2 separate regions of the Sus scrofa genome follow, and region 2 is linked to region 1. The links are chromatin contacts, called in public HiChIP or PLAC-seq maps. All regions are on one chromosome and are shown on one strand. The core of a region is the stretch at or near the end of the contact, and the rest is flanking DNA. Distances in the headings are between cores, read along the strand shown.

Region 1 (6,514 bases), core at 2,448-4,947:
AGAAATTTCCAGAGACAAAGTCAATATGTTTACTGGAATAGATGTTCACTAATAAAATTATGATATGTCTTGTATTGGAGAAAAAAGGACTACAAAAAGAATGAAAAACTTTCTAGTATAATACTGAAAAGTGTAATCAGGTACTAACTTTGAAGGTAAATGATGCTTTTTTTCTAACTAGAAATACAGCCTATTTATTTTGGAAGTAAAAGGATTAGATGAAGGGAAGAAGCATGAGCAATTCTGAAAAGTCCAAATTATAAGACATTTTAAAATGTTTTGTAATATTATTGAATATATTCTTTTTATATATTGTATTTTTTTTCTTTTGTCCCTTTGCCACTTTTTTATTTTATTTATTTTTTTCTATTTTAGGGCCACACCTGAGGCACGTGGAGGTTCCCAGGCTAGCAGTCAAATCAGAGCTGTAGCCGCCAGCCTATGCTACAGCCATAGCAACCTGGGATGTGAGCCACATCTGCGACCTACACCACAGCTCACCACAGCTCACAGTGAGACAGAATATTAACTCAGGTAGTCAGGGCAGGATCATGGGCTTTGAGGTGTTCTTTGATATGGCCACTGATTAACATTTGTGGCTTAAGGGCTCCAGGGAGTAACATCCCCACAGGCCTTGTTTACTATAGGGAGTGTACCTATGCCTAGAGAGACCTTAATCTCTAATTCCCTGTGACTCAGTTTACAGGAAGAAAAGGACAAAGAAACTATGAGACTTATAGGACACTTCCACCCCTAGAACCCTATGGACAAGGACTGATATAGGTAACTAAGCAAGGCCAATGGGAGAAGACCACATCTCTCTGCACCCCACATTGGTACCCGCCCCATCTTTAAGGGATAAAAACCCCTATGGGACAATAGAGAAGTGGGGGGACTCTTCTCCCCCCTCCCAGAAACGCTGGAAGCTATCTGCTTTCCTTTAATAAAGACTTTGCTTGCTTGCTGCCTATGTGTCTGCTGTGAACAAGAACCCAGATTCCGGTATCATCTTTCCGGTATCAACAGCATCGCTTAGGCCAGGAATCGAACCCATATCCTCCTGGATCCTAGTTGTGTTCAGTAACCACTGAGCCATGAAGGGAACTCCTCTTTTTTTTTTTTTTTTTTTTTTGGCTGTGACTGAAGCATGCAGAAGTTCCTGGGCCAGGGACTGAACCTGTGCCACAGCAGTAACCCATGCCAAAGCAGTGACAACACCAGATCCTTAACACACTGAGCCACCAAGGAACTCCCAAAGATATTCTTACTGTAGGGAATATGTGCTAAAATATAGCTGAAGATTAATATTAAACAATGAGTTAAGCTATTTAAATTTTTCAGACCTGTAATTATACAGCATTATTTCAAATGCTCAACTTATTTCCAACTTTAAACTCTTGAATGACTCAAATGTTTATTAATAATTATAAGTTAATTACAATTGATAGAGCACACTGATTAGATTTCACTGTAAAAATGCAACATAGGGAGTTCCCATTGTGGCTCAGCAGTGATGAGCCGACTGTATCCATGAGGATGAGGTTCAATCCCTGGCCTCGTTCATTGGGTTGGGGATCTGTTGTTGCAATGGGCTCTGGTGTAGGTTGTAGGCATGGCTCAGATTCCCAGTTGCTGTGGCTGTGGTGTAGGCTGGCAGCTGCAGCTCCAATTTGACCCCTAGCCTGGGAACTTCCATATGCTGCTGGTGCAGCCCTAAAAGTTAAAGAAAAAAAAAATTAAGAAAGAAAAATAGAAAAGTGCAACATGCGGGGCGGGGGGGGGCATTAAAATATTTTACGAGTTTCAATAAATATGATCCATAAGGACTAGGATGTGTTCCAAAAGTTCCAAACTTCACTGTGTCACCCTGCCAAACCAATGAACACTCAGTCTCAATTTCTTCAAATATAAAATACTGATGCTTTTCTAGTTTACTTCAAAGAAGACAAAGAAAGATGATTATGGTACTTATTAGTCTTTTTTCTAACCTCTGCCTTAATTTTTTTAAGAAAAATAACTGCAATGATAAGAAAATAGGCCCTTCATTTGTCCAACTTTTTTTTTGGAGGATGTCTCTGGTTTGTGCTAAAGCTCTCATTCTCAAAAGGGACTAAAAGACTGATATACAACAAGGCATCAAAGCATTCTTTAGAAGGCCCAGTACCCACTATGGTTACTGGCAGGAAATCATTCCAAACACTCTCATTCTGAAAAAGGCAGCAGTCACTAGGGAGAAGGAAGAGGACCCTGTTAGAGGCAGCAGGTGTGGTTTGAGGTCAGCAGTGTTTTGTTTTTAATGAGGCACAGTTGCAGGTCTCCAATTGAGTGCCACAAGGGAGCAAGACATCTGAGGGCATCACCTTGAAGGAAAAGAACACTTCATCTAGATGAAGTTTTGGCACCTCTTTTAAGCAGAAAAGCTTAAGGAGTTAGAATAGTTAAAAAGAATAATTCATGTGTTTCAGTTGAAAGAATAAAATATTAAAAATAAACTCCATCAGCAATTAAAGTGAAAATAATGTAAAACTGGATTCTGTGTTTCTTTCTTTTGAGGGGAGAAGGGATGAGGGAGAAAGGATGGGAAAAGAGCTACACTCTTGCTTTTTCCTTATTCTTTTGTATAATATGTAACATGCCTCTTCTTTTAAGTTTTCTTTTCACTCGTTACATGAAAGCCTAAGTGTCAGAAAGAAAGCAGTCTCTTCTTGTATCCATCCGGAGTAAAATGGAGAGGAAGGAGGGAAAGATACATGTGTCAGTTTTGTGGTGTCCTACTTAAAGAGGGCAGCAGTGTTCGAATAAAAAGAGTTAATAGGCTCCCTGTAACTATGAATCAGCTAATGCTAAAAAGTGTTGAGGTTTCATCTGCTTTACACCAGACCCAACCTGTGCCTACAGAAGCTACACTCTTGAGAATGCTCTGTTCGCTTTTAAAACAAAATGTCCCTCTACAATCTTGGGTTAGGTGAAGCGAAAGTCAAAAGCAGCCTGAAACTACCTCTGGCTAGTAACTGAGGGTCTTCTGGCCCATGGAGAGTACAGACGATCGGTAACCCCTCCTTACGAAGATCCGGGAGGAGCATCCAATGAGTTGAGTTAACAAAGCACACACAGACCCACAGTGTGTCTTTGCCCCTATACCTTAAATGGATGTAGGACATGGACTTACAGGTGAAGTCTTCCGAGTTTGGTGAACTCCTGGGAAAGGAGTGGTAGGGAGGAGAACCAAACAAAGTCACTACGTTTTAATTTTCTGAGGTCACTTCTAGGGACTCAACCGCAAACGCCTTCGGGTAGCGGAAAGCGGGCCCCGCGGCGGCCGACAATGGTCCAGCCCCGATCTAGCACTGTTCGCTCCCGAGAGGAGCGCGTGGGCCAGAACCCGCCGCCCGAGGTCGCCTCCAGGCTTGGCCCCGCCCCCGCCCGCCCCCGACGACCCCCGGAGGCAGCGCAGGCAGGAGGAGCTGCGGGCGCGCGACTCACATGTGTGGGTTCCTCCTGAAGGCATTGGTGATGTCCTTTACCACCCTTTGCACCAGCACCGCCACTTCTTCACTCGTCTCGGCCATGTTGGTGGCGGCAGCGGCGGCTCGCGCGCGCCTCCGGGAGAGCGCCGAGCCGCCCGCGGGAGTTCCGCGGGGAGCGCGCCCGTGTGCGCCGGTTTGGCTGCGCCCCCGACCCCGCTCCTCGGCCGCCGCGGAACACTTCCGGGTCAGCTACCCTCCCCCTCTCCGCACCGGGGGTGTGGTCCCTAGTGGGGCTCCGGTGGTTGGCTTGGTCCCGGACTTCCCAATTATTGGAGGAGATGGTGCTGCTGGTTTATTTACAGTTACTTCAGGTCGCTGTTGTACACATTTTGTTTTAATTTCTAGTCCACTTGGGGCTGAGGAGGGAGGGGTCCTAAGATCACTCCAAAGCCGGAGACTGGCCTGAACAATCCTCTCTCAGCTGTTCAGGAAACGAGCCAGGTCCCAGAATGCTCCGAGAAAGTTTAACCAAGAGTGAGAGCCCTGTTAAGCAGTTAGTCCCTTGGCACGGTATGAGAGCTTGTCTCTATTTTCTTAGTTGGAGAGATGAGGCCGCTCAGAGACGCTCTTGGTGGAATGAGTCCCAATCGGACCTTCTTGGTAACCTCATTTTGTACCTGCCTGCCGGTTCTGGCCACTGGGCAACTCTTTTCAAAAAGTTAATTTTAAAAAATTACTAAATGGATTAAAGGAAGAAAAAGGAGAATAAAGAAAAAGTTCTTTGCTGTCATGTTGAAAGTAGAAGTACAAAGCTGTTTTTCAGATCTGGTGTCCTTTGAATGGTGCCTGTTAATTTTGGAGTTAAAAAAACAAGGCCCGGTTAAGGTTTGTTCTTAATAACTATTTACCCTGCTACAAATAATTTTTATAAGAAAAACTGGCTTTCTATTCCGTTTGGATTTTGAAATGCCATAAATCAAATTTTCGTATATCAGATTTTCTTTCAACCTTCTCTGTTAGAAAAATCTGGCTGCTTTTGGTTCAGTTCCTTTTACTTAAATCCTTGAAGTGTTATCTTTTAAAAACTTTTTTTTTTTTTAAATGCAAGTTTAATGTGAATGTATGTGGAGCATTTGAAGTAGAGTTGGTGGTAGTGAAAGTAAAAACCATACACAGGAGGCAAAATTGTAAAGCAATGAATAAAAAATATAAATGAACTATATTCAGTGATTGATACTCCCTGTGGGTATGTTTAGAAAGGCAAGACCTGCTGTATCGACACTGGTCTTCTGGTTTTTAAAAGAGATAGAAGTTGCATAAAATTGTAAAAAGCAAGATGGAACATGTTTTAGTCAGGTCAAACAAACCCTAACTTGTTGGCAAATTCTCAAATGAGGCAGTAGATTGAATTCGTTTTTAGATTCCAAGCCCAAAGACAACCTCTAATGTCCTAATTACTCTTAAAATGTGATACCAATTCTGAAATGTTTTGAGTTCACTGATAGTCTTCTTCCTCTTCAAGGAATCAGAGCCTTGCATCCTTTCCTAATAGAAGTGGGAAATAAATCCTGACTTCTGGGGCAGATCTCAAAGAACTGCACTGAAATATAAATTTTTTTAAGAATTTATTTTTATCTTAAAAATTAGTGTGATTTTTTTGTTTCACTCTAATACATTTAGAGGGAAAAAACCAAACTTTGTCCCTAAATCTTGAAGTGAAATTGATATTCCAGGAAAGTAACACCTCTATGGTTCTGTGTGTCCCCTTCCCATATACACACACATATATGCACACACACCCTATTTATACTCATTTGAAAGGTGTGAATTATATGTCTCATGTTTCTTCTGAGTTCACAAATTGTATCACCCAATTATTAAAGATCTGCTATGTTTAGAATTCAAATTTTTTATAGTTAAAGTATACTGGAACTCTGAGCCAACCCTCTTATTTTCCAGGTAAGGAAGCTGAGGTTCAAAGAAGAATTGAAATTCATGTAACTTTAATAATGATACATGTATAAGAATAGGATATGATAAATTTAGCTTTTTTTTTTTTTTTTTTTTTTTTTTTGTCTTTTAGGGCTCACCCATGGCATGTGGAGGTTCCCAGGCTAGGGATCCTATCAGAGCTACAGCCACTGGCCTGTGCCAAGCCACAGCAATGCCAGATCTGAGCTACATCTGCGACCTACACGACAGCCGTGGCAATGCTGGATCTTTAAACTGCTGAGTGAAGCCAGGGATCGAACCTGTGTCCTCATGGATACAAGTCAGATTCATTTCTGCTGAGCCACGAGGGAAACTCCTAGTATGATTTTTTTGAGGATTCAAAGATTTATGTTCCGGCATCTGCAAAATACACATACTAGTAATGCGATATTGTAAGTAGCTTAACTGCACCACATTGGGAACTGATTAAATGACAGCAAATCTATATGCTGAAATACTATTTGGTCATTTAAAAGCACATTGTAACTAGAGTATATACCAAACTCTTAGGAGGAGGTATATTTATAGGAGAATTTTACTAAATAATGCAAAGAACAAAATATAATTTTTATAATAAAAGTTTTTAGGTGTTCCTGTCATGGCTCAGCGGTTAACAAATCTGACCAGTATCCATGAGGAACAGGTTTGATCTCCGGCTTGTTCAGTGGGTTAAGGATCCAGCATTGTGGTGAGCTGTGGTGTAGGTTGCAGATGTGGCTCAAATCCTGCTTGCTGTGACTGTGGTGTAGGCCAACAGCTATTGCTCTGATTCCACCCCTAGCCTGGAAACTTCCGTATGCCACAGGCATGGCCCTAAAAAGCAAAAAAAAAAAAAAAAAAAAAAATTTTTTTAGAGTATATGTTAAAATGTTGGATGCATTTATTTGTTGATAAGCAAACTATCTCATGCATACTAATTTTCTTGAAGATTGATTTTTAAAAATTTTATTTACATTTGATTTACAATGTACGTTAGATTTAAAATGTTGTATTAGTTTCGGGTGTACAGTAAAGTGAATCAGTTATACATATACCTATTCTTTTTTCCCATACAG
Region 2 (6,458 bases), core at 759-3,258, 470 kb after region 1:
TATTTGTTTGATAGAATACTATATAGTTGAAACTATGTCACAGAAAAATACTTAATGGCATGGAAAGATATTCATAATATATTGAGAAAAAGGTTAAATAACAGGATACATAATTTGTGCAGTATTTTTTTTTTTTAACACAGAAGGACCATAGTATATACATATGGAAAGAGGATGTTAAAACACATCAAAATCTTAACAGTGATTAGTCTGGGTAGAGGAATTATAAGTTTTCCGTTTGTGTATGTTTTTTTCTGTGTCCCCCAAATTTCTGCATTTAACACTTATTGCTTTTGTGGTTAGAAGCAAAACCAGTAACATTTTCCTTTTCAAAAGATGGTGGTAGAGCATGACTGGCGGTGCTCAGGCAAGAACGCATAGTGTGTGCACATTTGTGGGGTCATCACAAGTTCAGAGGCCCTTTCCCAACTTTCAAGTTTATAAGCATAATTTGATTAATTCACTGAAGAACTGTTGATGGTATAAAGATGGTTATATTGGTTCCCCACTCTTAACTCCTATTACTGCTGCCTGTATTATTTTACTATTAGGGTAGATTTTCCCAAATACAACTATTTCTCCAAAGAAATTGACTCATCAAAGGCTCTTGAAGCAGAGTACCAAGTTACTTTTCAAACAATTTCTACTAGCAGTGTAGCATATAACGGTATAGTGCCCTCCTAAACACTATCTTTATTATTTCCTGTTCAGAAGTTTCAAAATTCTTCTTTAATTTCTATTTAAAATTTTTTTGTGGAGCTCCTTGGTGGCTCAGCAGCTTAAGGATCCAGAATTGTCACTGCCGTGGTTACAGCTATAGTGCAGGTTACATCCTTGGCCTGGGAACTTCATGCTGCAAGCAAAGTCAAAATTTTATAAATATATATTTTTTTCCTAATAACCATGAAAATTTTACATGTTTTTCCAACTCATTTTTTCGTTGATTATAACTTTGAGAGCGTGGATTTCACTCCTGTGAGAGAAAGAATCAGAAACCTGGAAAAGGAGCATTGGTCCAGGAGTCAGAAATCAGGGTTCTACTGCCAGCCTTCCCTTTGTTAACTCCTTCCATGGTTTACTCCCCCAACCACAGCCTTTGTCTTTGCCCAGAATGCTCTTTTCTTATTTCCACACCTGGCTCTTTCTTCGCCTTCAGGGTTTAGCCCAAATATCACTCCCTCTGACAGGCCTTCCCTGCCTCTCCATCACATTCATTCTGTTTTTCTCTTCTGAGCATCTATCTCCGCCAGAAATTAGGTTAACTTGTTCTTTTTCTATCTCTCCACTCACTCCCTCAAGGCCACAACCCAGCCTCTGGTAGATTAGACATTATCAGTTGAGGAATGACACATAAGTAGGTCGCAGGAAGCTCATCTTAAAAGGGAGGTTAATTAGACAAATGTGAGCCAGTTTAAGTGGAACACCCTCTACACCATGCCAGGGAGCTCCGGGGTTTCCGGAAACTTCGAGGGAGGGAGTCTTAAAAGGGAATTAACGAGGGGATGGACAGTCAATGAGGAGAATCTGTGTGGTGCAGTCTTTCTACCAGTTGGAGAGTGCAGGAGACCATAGCGCCATGCTTTAAGAGAGAGGAAGGCATAGAGCCATTTGGAAGAGTTTCCTTTCTTTTCTTTCTTTTTGGACATGGGAACCTGCTTGAAAACAAAGAAAGAAGACGAAGAGGCCCGAACCGAGGGCAGACTCCGAGCATCACCAATGGGGTCTGACGTTGCCCACACGAGGTGCCATCACAAACACCGTCCTCCTTTCTCTCCCGGATGTTTCCTCAGAGCACTGAAAAGGCTTTCAAAATACTAAATGCAACTGATGTCTTTTTTTGAGTTAAAAAACAAAACCAAAACAAAACTTCTCAAAGTATACAGACATAGAGAAAAGTGACCGGAAGCAGCTTCCCCCAGCTCCACCCCCGCTTTCGCAAGGGTTTCGGCCTTCCAGGCCCAGCACTGGGCGGTGCGTGACCGCTGACGCCAGCGATCTCAACTACGCAGGCGCGAGGGCGGGCTCCCGGCAGGGGGTGGGGGAGTCGCGCGCCAGGGCAGGTCGCGCGGGAGCCGGGCGCTGGAGCGCAGGGGCTGCAGGTCGGTGGGAACGGAAGCCAGCTCAAGAAGGAAAGGAAGCCAGAATGGCGACACCGAGCAAGAAAACGTCTACACCAATCCCCCTGGCCTCCAAGAGAGCTCTCCCCAGAGATCCCTCGTCGGAGGTCCCGAGCAAGAAAAAGAGTTCGGCCCCGCCGGCGGCGCCGCCTCCACTGCCGCTGCAGTCTTCAGGGCCTTTCGTAGAAGGCTCTATCGTCCGCATCGCGATGGAGAACTTCCTGTGAGTGGCCAGAGGCCGGGCTGGGGAGGCGAGCGGGCCCTCGGGCTGGGGGCGCAGGCTGCATGCGTGCAGGGGTAGGTGGGTGGATGTGTGCCTGGCTTGTGGGTTTAACAGTAAATTCGTGCTGAGATTGCCGTCAGGAGTTTTATTCGTCGGCCATGAAGATTGACGTGTGTGTCGATGTGGTAGGAGTGTGTCTTGGGTGATATGTTTTTTTTTAATTCTTAACGCCAATGTTGTTTGAAGACGTCATATGGCGGGCAGTGGACGTAGTAGGGATTCGATCTCTGCCCCCTGGGAGTCACAGCCTGTAGAGGTAGGACGTAATCTGTAATTGGCAAAACTGTGGTTCTTGGGAACTCAGAGGAAGCAACAGTTAAATCAGAACGGCAGTGATGCCGTGACAGATTCGTGAAGAGTAGGCAGTTGCTAGGTGGACAAAGATGGTGAAGGTTTCCTAATGGAGGTTGAAATGTACCTGAAAATTAAGCCTTACTCTCAGTTATTGCGCTCCCAGAAGACCCTTGACCCTTTCAAATCTGGCTTTCTGGTTCCTTTTTTATCCCTTCAGACAACTAACCATAATACTCACTGTAGAATTTTTAAATATGTTTTAACACAAATACCGTGTATCTGTTTAGCACCTTAAAGTTCATTTAAGATTTATTTTTTTTTAAGCTTGCGCAGAGTAACATAGGGAAAACAGAATTGCAGTAACATTACTAACATTATTTTTCAAACATCTGTCATGTGCTATAGAAGTAGGTGCTTTATTTACACAATGCTCTCATTCTTTCCTGGTAACAACTCTTTATATTATTTCCATTGATAAGCTCAGAGGTTAATTTGCCCACGTTTACACAGCTAATAAGTAGCGGAATTGTTGTTTGAATCCAAATCAGGAAAGATAAATATAATCAAACGAAGTATTTGCCTTAATAACATATGTGCATCAGGATGCAAGGGGGGAGCAATGGCTAAAATGGTTAATTTTGTCCACAACTGTGAGAAGGGCTTTGTACTGGAGATTATGACATTCTTAAAAAGGAAGAGCATTGCTGACAGAAGGAATTACCTGAAATGGTTATGATTAAGAAGTTTCCAGTATTTTAATATGGTTAGAGCACAGGATGTGAATATGTGAACAGGGTTTATACTGAAGACAACTCTTGGGGGTCTGTGTTTCCTATGCTGAGGAATTCCAGTTCTATGCTGTAGGTTGCCAGGTTAAGTGCATGCATGACATGTGACATATTACTTCAGCAGCATTGTGAAGGATCATTTAGAAAAGGTGCAAAAGTGAAGGCAACAAGGCTTTTACAATACAAGGGCAGAGATGATTCAGAGTTTGACCCTAACGCTGGAAAGTGGGAGCAGAAAGAAGAGATTTGACAGGGTCCGGCTGCAGATTATTTGTGAGGCATGATAGTAAGGGAGGATGCAGCATTTTTCTTAAGTCTCTGCCTTGGAGAATTGGACATTTATAGTGGTATTCAGTAGAAGGAACAGTTTGGGGAAGATAATAAATGCCTTTTGGAACCTGTGACTTGAAGTTTCCTGTGGGACATCTAAAAGATTTCTGTAGGGAGGGTTTTTGGTTTTTTGCTGTACCCACAGCATGCAAAGTTCCCAGGCCGGGGATCAAACCCATGCCACAACAGCAACCCAAGCCACTCCCATGGCAACACCAGATCCTTAACCCACTGTACCACAAGGGAACTCCTATAGGCAATATTTCTAAGTGTTTGGAGCTTACTGGAAAATGTGAACAGGAGAGAGAATTGGAAATCATGCATATAAGTGGTTGTTGAAATTGCAGAAATGGTTGAAATTGCCCAAAAGGAAATATGATTGGGAATAGAAGACCAAGTACAGAGTCCTGGAGAAATCCCTGTATTTAAGGCCAGGCATATCTCACAGATTGAGAAGGAACTGTTCAGAGAAGTAAGAGGAGAACTGTGGGAGAGTATTATCAAAGAAGCCAAGGAAAAAGATCCAAAAACATCATTTGCTACTTTGAATTCAGATTACAGGAGAGAAAAGAACCCATGCATTTAGCAGTTAGGAAATCTTTGACTCTTTGATGAAGTCGTGTAGGCAGAAAACTAAGTAATAGAAGTGTGAATGAACGTGGGGAAATATAGCTTGAATGTGAAGAGGAGCAAGAAAAGGTAGTTGGAAAGTGCAAAGCTAGGTGAAGTTTTGTTTTATGTTCACAGTGGAGAGGTCTTTGAGGCATAGAAAACCAAAATGGCCAGAGAGAGTAGTCTAGGAAAGGATTTCCCAAGTCAAATGGGATTGAGAGTGGAGAGAGAGAGTGCTAGGCAGAAGGAATAGTGTGCACAAGGCTTAGAAAAAGAAGGAAGCATAAGGGATAGTCGAGAAACTGAAGGAAATTCTTTACGGATTGAATTTAGAGGTCTTATTAGAGCATAGAGGAAGAAGATAGTAGAAAAAGATGAGTTAGAGCTAAATTATGAAGGGTCCTATTTTTCTTTCTCTTTTTTTTAAACAAGTAATGTCAGATTTGTTTCTCTACCAACATGATTTGGTGATTGGATGAAGGAGTGGTAGTGTGGATAGAGGTGAAGGAGAAGGTAAGAATCAAAGATGATGCAAAACTAATGCCTTGATGTCATTCACTAAGAGACCGCAAGAGTGGCTTTAGATGGAAAAGATGGTGGGTTTAGTTCTCAATTTTGAAGTCTGTTATGAGCCATCCAAATAGCATTCTCGAGGTGGTAATTGCATTTATAGGTCACCTGACTTATAGATGCTACCTAAGACTGTGAAGAATACATGAGATAACAGCAGTAGCTCAGAAATTTAATGGTAGGAAATGCAAGTATTAAAAAATGGGGCTTCATGTGTTGGGATTAAGAAGTTCCAAGTCAGTTAATTTTCCAGATGTCTGAAATTCCCAAACTAGTTTTATTTTAACCATTGTAAAGAGTTGCTTTAAGACTCAGCTGTTAACAGAATAAAGCATCTGAAAAGATAGGTAGGTGCTGTGCAGAGTTATGGAGTTGGAAACCAGCCAGAAAATGCTACTCACCTGTATTTATTTTATTACCACCTGGCATTTCAGAATTATTAATTTCTTTGAGTATTAAAGTTGAAGTGTACTTGGTTAAAATATTTGGCAGGTTAGTAGCGGGCTAAGCTTTTATTCTTGGGGAATTAGTTGGCAGCTGACTTAAACTCTATGGGAACAGAACATTACTTATGGGTTCTAATTCAAGATATTCAAAGATAGGAGTTCCCATCTTGGCGCAGTGGTTAATGAATCCGACTAGGAACCATGAAGTTGCAGGTTCGGTCCCTGGCCTTCCTCAGTGGGTTAAGGATCCGGCATTGCCCTGAGCTGTGGTGTAGGTTGCAGACGCGGCTCGATCTCGCGTTGCTGTGGCTCTGGCGTAGGCCGGTGGCTACAGCTCCGATATGACCCTAGCCTGGGAACCTCCGTATGCCGCGGGAGCGGCCCAAGAAATACCAAAAAGACAAAAAAAAAAAAAAAAAAAGATATTCAAAGACAAGTTGGAAAGATATCTGAGTCAGAGTTTGCTTCACATTTTGCCCTAGTTGTCCCTGAGGACTGATAAGGATTAGATGCCGCTATTGCAGGTAGAGGCTAGAGAGCATGCTGCTTCCTGATATGAAGGAATATTACAGAAGTGCTTGGAGATGATACACTCCTCTTTCCTCCCATAGGAATAAAATTTATTTGAATATATGCTAAAAGTAGATCCTTTGGTGAATGTCTGACAGTATATTAAAGGAAATGGATATTATTTTTAAAATTAATAATAAAATGAAATTATTGAATTGATATATTTTCAGTATTCTAACTAGAATAAAGATAATTTGGATTGTTTTCAAGTATTAAACCATGAGAAGTTGCTAGTAAGCATTTTAATTCAAGAGAAATAAATAATCAGTTAACCTTTAGGTTATACTGACCCCCCCCCCAAAAAAAACAAAACAGAGTGAGAGAAATATAAATATAAGATCCACAGATTTAGGATGAGCTATGGCTTCATTTTTATAAGTATAATTTGTTTTAAAGTTATTTTATTTGTACATTAGCTTTAATACACTCTCATGTGTTAAAGAATAAT

What was found. HiChIP or PLAC-seq counts read pairs in DNA pulled down with a chosen protein or histone mark.
Region 2: an H3K27ac HiChIP or PLAC-seq map of skeletal muscle shows a contact between it and region 1, with 3 times the contacts expected there. The contact joins the promoter of SMC5 here to the promoter of PTAR1 in region 1. A contact is called at or near these places in 1 of 5 promoter capture datasets (liver), 4 of 47 Hi-C or Micro-C datasets (embryonic fibroblasts, heart right ventricle, liver and 1 more) and 1 of 2 datasets of contacts at active chromatin or transcription factors (skeletal muscle).

Annotation. Positions count from the first base shown.
Region 1 is chr1:223,085,982-223,092,495 of Sscrofa11.1, forward strand. It overlaps PTAR1 (protein prenyltransferase alpha subunit repeat-containing protein 1), which reads right to left and starts at 3,698. Exons shown (of 7, transcript XM_005654497.3): 1 at 3,484-3,698. The coding sequence starts at 3,569. It also overlaps a transcript of C1H9orf135 not described here.
Region 2 is chr1:223,558,263-223,564,720 of Sscrofa11.1, forward strand. SMC5 (structural maintenance of chromosomes protein 5) reads left to right here and starts at 2,009. Exons shown (of 24, transcript XM_021064744.1): 1 at 2,009-2,340. The coding sequence starts at 2,144.